Linked DNA regions of Mus musculus: regions 1 and 2 are each linked to region 3. The links are chromatin contacts, called in public Hi-C and HiChIP or PLAC-seq maps. All regions are on one chromosome and are shown on one strand. Each heading gives the region's core, a stretch centred on a gene start, on an enhancer-like site or on the middle of the called end of the contact. The rest is flanking DNA. Distances are from core to core; before and after follow the strand shown. Region 1 overlaps Chchd6 (coiled-coil-helix-coiled-coil-helix domain containing 6). Region 2 has its middle 15 kb from the start of Gm36639. Region 3 has its middle 20 kb from the start of Gm839.

Region 1 (2,700 bases), core at 55-2,554, 230 kb before region 3:
GGAAGTAGTTCAGAGTCATTTGGCTACTTAAGGAAAGGACTGGGCTGCACCCCTAGGCTGCTAACTCCAAGCTGTTCACCTGGACTCTCAAAGTTATGACTGAAGGAGGGAGGCTCTCTTAAGCTGGCCTCAAAGGACTCATTCAAACACATCCCTTAGGTAGGTAGAAATATATACCCTCCTCTTTAAGATTTTACCTCTCTTGCTGTACATGGGGACTCCTGCCATGATAGCTCAGCATGTAGGACAGTGGCATGGTATGCTACCAAATAGCAGGATTCCAAAAACAGTGCCAAACTCTGCTCTTTCCCATCTGTGAGGTTGGAGGCAGCTTGGTGCTTTAGCCAGGTCCAAGTTCATCTCTGCTCTGTGAGCTCTGTGTCCTATATGCTGAGCTATCATGGCAGGAGTTCCCATGTACAGGAAGAAAGGTAGAGTCTTAAAGAGGAGGGTATATATTTCTACCCACCTAAGGGATGTGTTTGAATGAGTCCTTGAAGTTCATGCTCTGGCTGTGAGCTGTTGAATAGTTACTTGCTCCCTCTGCTGTATCTCCTGTCATGGGGATCCATTGTGACTCTTGACCCTGACTAGCTTAGTACACCCTGCTTTCCTCTTAGGCTTTGGAAGGAACCTAGAAATGTCCAAAAAGCATGTAGAACAGGACTTGGCAGACAGTAAGCATTCAATAAACATTAGTGATTATCATCTGCAAAATGGTTGTGCTAATTACCCACTTTGAAGAGCTGTTGTGAAAATTGAGGATAACACATATGCATGACCATCCACAGCGTAGGCTCTGTGTGCATTACCACTGTCCTTCTCCTTGAGCGTGACTGTGAGCAGAAATGTCAGCTGCCTTCTCCCTGGGGCACTCATTCAGCACCAGCTGCCAGCTAACTCGGGCTTTGTGCTCCTCCAACCAGGCCAGGGAACTGGAGGACAGAGAGGCCGAGCTCAGCCGCCGTGACACCTTCTACAAGGAGCAGCAGGGGCGCATCCAGGAAAAGGTAAGACTCCGGCCTGGTTCCTTCTGGATAGGTTCCAAGGTACCTGACCAGAGCCGACCACCATGATGGGAGAACAGCAGGTCCCATGCTGACTTACTCCAACACCAGTCACCCTGTGGACATGCCCATCTTCTTGCCTCCACAGGAGCACCACGATCCCAGCCTTTCAACAAGTTGCAATCAAGGAGATAATTGCTTTTTAATTGGCCATTTTCTGTGAATGTGGCTGGCTCTACTACAATCCAGTTTTAGAAAAATAATTCACTTTCACCACAGGGCGGTGCTGAGACCCAGTGTACCTTTCTTACTTGAGTTAAGCTACATTGGATAAAAATAATAATAACATGAAGCCTTGCTGTACAAATGCATTAAAGTTGTATCATCGATTTTCTCCTGGGACTTGGAAGATCAAAGTGCTCTGCTGCTGCATGCTTGCTGAGGATGAGCCAGGAATGCCAGAGTCACAGGCATTTTTACCTTGTTAAATGCTAGCAATTTATGATTGAAAATTTATTTGGTAATGTGCTTACTTTGGGAGGTTTAATTTGTTGATTATGACAGATTTTCCAAAGAAATAGCTTATAACATGGGAAAAGATGGTTGGGAAATTTTTAAAAAAGTATTCTTCCTCATGCCTAAGAAAAGTATTCTTTCTCATGCCAAGCAATCTGAGCCAGCAGCTATTGCAAGCGAGTCTTCTCCTGTCATTTGTCATGGTTTGGAGCTTTGAAAGTGACAGTTTGCTTTCCGTGGGTTTCTCCTGAGCATGCCACAGTAGAGTGGCAGAAGTGTGGGTTCTGGATTTCCAGGTAATGAGGACAAGGGGCGGTGGCTCCCTGCTTCACAGCCACCTGCTTGCCCACTTCTGCCAGGCATGTAGAGGAAAGCCAGCATTGAGGAGAGAGCCCTGACAGTGATACCCTGCAGTCCTAAGCACGTGCCTGAGCAGTGCCAAACGGCCTTTAAGGAGCCAGCTTTCACAAAGCAGCACGTGCGCAGGTTTGACTGTAGCAGGCCATGTTAAGAATTGTGATTTGGGATTACAAAAAGGAGTTGAAAAAAAAATCCACCAGCTATGGCTCTAATTATCACAGTCGCCCATATGTTCTCAGGCATGGAGATATTCTTTCTGGTTGTATGTGCAGTACTGTTTCCTGCTGTGCTCTCCTCATCTCTGCGTTGGGCTTGGCTACTCAGAGCTTGTGCACATGCTTCTGTAGGGTGGGAGGAAATGGCCTTGTAGCAGCTTTCCCCCTCCAAATCTGCTTTCCTTTCATCGCGCTCCTCTTCCTCCTGGGTTTCTCTGTTAGGCCGGTTTCTGCTCTGCCATGGGAGAAGCAATCCTCCCAGCAGGCTCCTCCACCTCACTCTTCCTCCCTACTGCTGGGAAAGGGGCACCCCACTCCTCACACAGAGAAGTTTACATGCTTGTGAATAGTTCTACGCTTCGATAGGAGCTGTCAAAAGTATGCTCTCCTTTCTGGTAGTGCTTTGCTGGCAATAATAGAGAGGAAAACACCCCACATCCCAGCAGATGGAGATCAGGCTAGAGGTAGTGGGGTTGCAGTGAGGCTGAAGAGTAAGGCTTACCTGTATTATCTCTGAAAGGAGGTGTGTGTGTGTGTGGGGGGGGGGGGTGATCTTTTCCATGGATAAGCTCATTCTGGTAATGGTTGAGAAGAGGAAAGTA
Region 2 (2,700 bases), core at 155-2,654, 230 kb after region 3:
GCATCAGGACCCTCCAGCTCACATCTGGTTCCATTGTGATTCCCATATCCAGGAAAGATGTAGGAAGAAGCACTCAGGAGCTGCTGAAGAAACTGGCCCCCTGATGCCAGAAACCTTGTTGGCAGCTTCCTCCTCCTCTCCTTTTCCCTCTCCCTCTTGCGGCTGTCTAATAAGGTCAGCTCAAGGCTTGGTGAAGGTAGATGGCAGGCAGTATTTTTCAGTCCTGATGGATTCTGGTGCTCCTGAGCCAAGTGTAAAGCTGGTTCCTCACAGGGTCCAGCCTCCAGGCCAGATGATAACCCGAGACCAGAGGCAACAGCCAAGTCTATCTGAAAGCATCTCTCCCAGGTCCCCGATGCAGCAACTGAAATTAAGACTGACACCAGGGCTGGGACCTCAAACATGGCAGGACCCTTCTCTGGAAGAGTTCAAAGTAGAAGTCCCACGCACACAACTAAAGACAACTCCAATCTGGTATGCATACGGTCTACAGTGAAGGCGAGGGAGGACTTCCTCGAGGCAACAGAGCCCCCACTGCCTCCCGAGGGAGGCCTAGTCGCCATCCAGAGCGTGAGAAACCGGGGACAATGACTCCCTCTCCTGCAAAAGAAACCCTCCTGGTCAGAGAGAACAGTAGGATGTATCAGGGAACTTTCGCCACCTAAGGAACTAGCCCGAGTCTCAGCAACTTTTGTTTGTTTGTTTGTTTGTTCTTTTGAGACAGGGCTTCTCTGGGTAACAGCCCTGGCTGCCTGAAACTAGCTTTGTAAACCAAGCTAGCCTCAAACTCACAGAGGTTGCCTGCCTCTGCCTCCCAAGTGCTGGGATGAAGGCATGAGCCACCTTGCCTGGCTTTAGCAACTTAAATCAGCACAATTCCTTGTTTTCCCTTGTTCTGTGAGTTGTCAGGTCATTCTTCTAGCTTCCTGTAGTTCGGCTGGTTCCTCTGCTGAGCCGAGGGTTCACACCCACACTATTCGCCCTGACTTCAGGCTAAAATCCCAGGTCAGGCTCCGGGGCTGCACTCTGGTGGGTGGGGACAGCTGGGCGGGGCTTCTCCAGCTTCCGGGCAGGCTGGAGCGGCAGCTGCGGTGCAGTCTCAGTCCCAGTCTCTGCAGCTGTATTGCCTCTGTCAACGGGCCGACGGGAGGATGGGAAGCCCAGGAAGAAAAATAACACACAATTTAATCTCCCCAAATCAACCCATCCTACAAAGGGAAAAATAAAACAGAGTCTCCGCCAAGGCTGACCTTCTGTTTACATTTTCCTTGGCAACTGAGAAATAATTGCGGTTCTGCAGGGCCCTCCCCTCCCCCACCCTGCCTCATCCTATTCAAGCGCGACCAGGGATGACACTGGAATCTTGAACCGCACTAAGTGGTTACTATGGTGTCAGGCTGAAATTGTGAATCCCAGAGGCTGCCACAGCAGGGAGGCGGGGAGCCAGGGCAGAGTCTCAGCCGAGGCTAGTGACTGGGGGGCCTAGCCAGTTAATAGCAGACAAACTGTGCTCGCAAAGAGTAGAGTAGGGGGTTGAAAGATACGGTGGTCAGAGCAGGTGCAGGACCAGACCCAAGTCCCAGTCACACCCCCTGAGCCTTACTCTGTCCGGGCTGCTCTTTCACCCTCCACCCTGTGCCCACCAGGATTGAATCTCTGCCCAGCCCCACAGAAGAAATCCTCAGGATTTCTTTCTTATTTCCCCACAGAAATCCAGAGCCTTGGTGCTCACCCAAGGAACCTGCAGAGGTGCTTTGGGTACCACCCTGCACTTCTCCAGCTCTGCCACAGAGAACTACAAGCCAATCCTGCCGGACTCACACTGATATGTGTCAGTGTAAGATCCCTCCACTGCCACACCCTGGTTCCATTCCCACCTCCAGACAGTGAGTGACCTTAGACCCTACTCTGACCTTGAACCTCTTCTTCTCATGCCTGTGCCTTGGGGGGAAAAATCTTCTAAAGAGCACATCAGATCTTGTCTGTAATCTTCACTGAGAGAGAGCTCTTGAGTGGTCGCGGTGCCTGCCCGGCTCTGACTTCATTTGTTCCACCAACCATATCATTCTAGCTATCCTGGCCTCTGAACTGCTCCCTGCGATGGCCGGCTTGCTCCTGCCCCAGGACCTTTGAACTGGTCATTCGTTGCTACTGTGACTCCTTCCCAAACCACCACTGAGGCCTTAGGGATTGCCTGATCACTGTTGTGGTCTTCATGCTTCAAACAGGACAAGCACAGGGACGAATGAATGAATGAATGAATTAGCCATTTCCTGGTTTCTAATCCCCATCTTCTCTGTCTCTACTATAAGGATCTAGACCATCAGAAGAGGGACTCAGAGGCTCCTAAGAAAGCCCCAGCCTATAAACATGTAGTGTTCCACCCACTCAGTGCTGGACCCATGACTCACAAACTTCCATTCACTAAGACATAACAATGGGAAAAATGAACACAGGGTTCCCAGTCTGTTTTTTGGTTTTTTGCAAGATGTCGTACAAATTCCCCACCTGGGTCTTTTCTTTCTTCCTTCCTTCCTTCCTTCCTTCCTTCCTTCCTTCCTTTTTTTTTTTTTTTTTTTTTTTGGTCTTTCTTTCTTTATTAGGGCTGCCCTTTCTTTTTTAGGGCTGCCCTCTTAGCTCTCTTTGGGGATGTATTTGTTCTTTATTTTTCCCATCTCATCCTGATTCAGTGTGGACTAT
Region 3 (2,700 bases), core at 10-2,509:
ACGCCAAAGCACAGAGCCTGGATCCCATTAGCATGGACCCCATTGGCCACACTGATGTCACCCCAGGACGATGCACGAAGAGAGAGGGTTCTGGGGCTACAAGAAGCAGGGCAGCTAGGGCATGAGAATCAAAGAGGGAAATGTGTGCTTTCTGCTTTTCTGTAGGAGATGACGGAGAATTGAAGTCTGATGGCCGCTTGCTGAGATGTTTGCAGGAGGGGACAAGGTTCTTCTAAATCCTAGTTTAGAGCTGGGGTGTAGGAGGTATGGGTTTGCTGGAAAGCATGGCCTTGGAGAGAGGAAGGACAAAGGAGGAGGATGTTGATGGTGAGTGGCATGGAGAGACAGGCAGGGCTGGGGTGAGGCCTGAGGAAGTGCACTGGGTGGTTCTGTAAAAAGGCATACACAGTGTGCTCCCATTAGCCTTTGGGAGTGGCAAAGAAACCTGTCCCTTCCTCTCCATCTGATCTTGGCTGGTCCCTCGGGTCTCTTTCTAGCAGTACTGATCTGAGCCTTGACCCTGTGTGTCTTGTCTCTGGCCTTCCGGCTCTCACTGGTCCTTTAGGCTTCAGCCCCTCCCCTGTCAAACAGCCTGAGCTTGTACTTGCTGGGCTTTTCTTTGTCTTGGCGGTGCTATCCCGCCGCCTCGTCTGCATCTCTCCATTGGTAAACCACCTCTCAGTGGGCAGGAACGTGTTACAGTCTCACAAACAAGGTCCTAGTCCCTAGAGCATGTCTGTCATGCTGGAAGTACTTCACCTTTAGTCACCTTTGGTCGCCTTTAGTCCCAGTTGCTCCACTGCCCCTGGTGTGGAGTGAGTATTGCTTCAGTTTTGTTGTTTGGCTGGTTGGTTTTTGTTTTGTTTTTTTTTTCGTTTTCTCCCCCCCCCCCCCCCTCAGTGGGAAAGATACCTCAGTCCAAAGTGACCCAGGGAAGCATAAGCCACGGCTGCCACAAGGACCGTGGGCCGGTTCTTTAGTTTCCAGTCTGGCTGACCTTATGCTGATGCTTGTCCAGGCCGTGAACGTGCAGCTGACCCTGCGCCAGCGTGGTTCTTCTACAAGGCAGCCGTCCCGCTAACTGCTGGGGCGGGCAGAGAGACCTGAGCCTGGAGGCTTCTCTGCGGGGGCTGATGTGTGAGGGATTTATGGGTCGTGGTTAGAAATGAAAAGCAATTCAATTCAATCCCAGGGCGGTGAGAGCTTCCCAGAGCTTCGCTAAGTGGGTCTGGAGCAGCGATCAGCGTTGCGAATCTATTAGCCCACACTCGGCATCTGAGTCACGGGGGAAGAGCCAGGAAGCGGCAGCGCCCAGCGGGCTGCACGTCAATTATGCTCCTCTCTGTTTAATTAAGCCATAAAACACACCCGTGTCTGGAAAGGGGCTGGACACCAGGGCTGCGACCTCTGCTGCCAGTATCACACAACCATAGTCTGGGAGGACACTGAGGAGCCACACTCTCCTGCCTGCCTGGGACTCGGTGCCCCTGATGGAGGCACTGTCTCCGTCCCTCTGATGGCCAAAAAGGCCAAGCAGAAGGGTAGGGCGGATGGGATCGTGCTGTGGGAGGCCACCTAGATTTAAGCTACTGAGCTGGGTAGCCTATGACCAGTTCTTCACCTCCCTGTGCCTCACTCTATCCACATGCATGGGGAAGGATGGGGGGAGTATCTGAACTCATGAAGTGGGATGGAAGAGAGAAGCAGGCACATGGAGGGCACGTGGAAAGGATATGGAGGGGGCAGGGAGAGAGTGTGGAGAAGCTTGGGGAGTGGCCGGGGGGGGGGTGGTGGACACAAAGGGACCTTAGCATGTGGCATCCATACAGGTAGGGTGGAATTAGCCTGCACATCAGGTGATACCTAGCTTCTGTGGAGCAATGCCCTTGAGCGGTTCTCCTCTCTGTCTCTCAGTGGCTTGTACTACCTGGGCGATTGTTTATCTCATACTTTTCTCTGAATGCAGTTCACTCTTTGAAAACATAAACAGAAATATCTGTTGAAGCACTTCCAGGCTTCCCCAGAAGACGAGCGTCAGAACCACTGGCCCCAAGGAAAAAGGAACTGTAACTGGACACAATGAGCCCTGAACAGTCCCAGTCCATCTGCTACTCTGATGCCAAGGTGTGCCAACCCAGCCTCCATCTTTCAGGAGATTAGCTGGTGCTGGAGGCCTCAGACAGCCCAGGAACATCTTGGGCTGATCTAGCCAGTGGTGTGATCTGTAAAGGAGGCCCAGGTTCTTGTTGGAACCAAGCAGGATCTTCAGTGGCGCAACTGAAGCAAAGATGAGCAAGAGGAAAACAGCCATCAGGTGTGGTCTTGGAGGGCAGCACACACAGCTTGATCCACAAAGGACACATGAAGACCCAAGGTCCTTCTAAGAAGAACAAGTAGAGACAGAATGAAGGGATGAGCTCAAAGCACCCATCCCTCTGCCATCTGGGCATGCTCTGCAAGCCAGGGATAGGAGCATCTTTGAAAGTCCCCTCCTGCTTAGGTTGTTCTTATGATAGGTACTGTCCCTAGGTGGGAAGGAATGACTCACAGAGGATCATGGGAAAGCAGAACCAACTTGCTCTCAGACCTTGGTGTACATGAGAACCTCTGTCTCCAGTACCAGTGAGCTTTCCAAACTTTCCAACCTGTAGCAAGTTAGATTGTAAGAGCTGGAGAGTCATATGTGTGAAGAGATCTCTG

What was found. A called contact is a pair of places that touch in the nucleus more often than the background predicts. HiChIP or PLAC-seq counts read pairs in DNA pulled down with a chosen protein or histone mark.
Region 1: a contact with region 3 is called in a Hi-C map of bone marrow-derived macrophages, with 2.0 times the contacts expected there. The contact joins two enhancer-like sites. A contact is called at or near these places in 8 of 484 Hi-C or Micro-C datasets (bone marrow-derived macrophages, brain, cerebellar granule neurons and 3 more) and 1 of 9 other capture datasets (embryonic tail).
Region 2: a contact with region 3 is called in an H3K27ac HiChIP or PLAC-seq map of SST interneurons, with 3 times the contacts expected there. The contact joins two enhancer-like sites. A contact is called at or near these places in 1 of 484 Hi-C or Micro-C datasets (nephron progenitors) and 8 of 115 datasets of contacts at active chromatin or transcription factors (SST interneurons, VIP interneurons, differentiating embryonic stem cells and 5 more).

The regions. Positions count from the first base shown.
Region 1 is chr6:89,465,700-89,468,399 of GRCm38.p6, reverse strand. Chchd6 (coiled-coil-helix-coiled-coil-helix domain containing 6) reads left to right here. Exons shown (of 8, transcript NM_025351.3): 5 at 927-1,010. It overlaps Gm46966 (a long non-coding RNA gene), which reads right to left. Exons shown (of 4, transcript XR_003956465.1): 4 at 1,809-2,700. Among named protein-coding and RNA genes, the nearest start is that of Gm46966, 14 kb to the right of the region's middle. Within about 2 kb of position 1,304, at least 22 of the 459 cell types and tissues checked have an H3K27ac peak or open chromatin away from gene starts, as enhancers often do. A contact at or near this core is called in bone marrow-derived macrophages, cerebellum and cerebral cortex, where this site is marked.
Region 2 is chr6:89,007,400-89,010,099 of GRCm38.p6, reverse strand. No RefSeq gene overlaps it. Among named protein-coding and RNA genes, the nearest start is that of Gm36639, 15 kb to the left of the region's middle. Within about 2 kb of position 1,404, at least 139 of the 459 cell types and tissues checked have an H3K27ac peak or open chromatin away from gene starts, as enhancers often do. A contact at or near this core is called in SST interneurons and VIP interneurons, where this site is marked.
Region 3 is chr6:89,234,345-89,237,044 of GRCm38.p6, reverse strand. No RefSeq gene overlaps it. Among named protein-coding and RNA genes, the nearest start is that of Gm839, 20 kb to the right of the region's middle. Within about 2 kb of position 1,259, at least 52 of the 459 cell types and tissues checked have an H3K27ac peak or open chromatin away from gene starts, as enhancers often do. A contact at or near this core is called in SST interneurons, VIP interneurons, bone marrow-derived macrophages and 2 more, where this site is marked.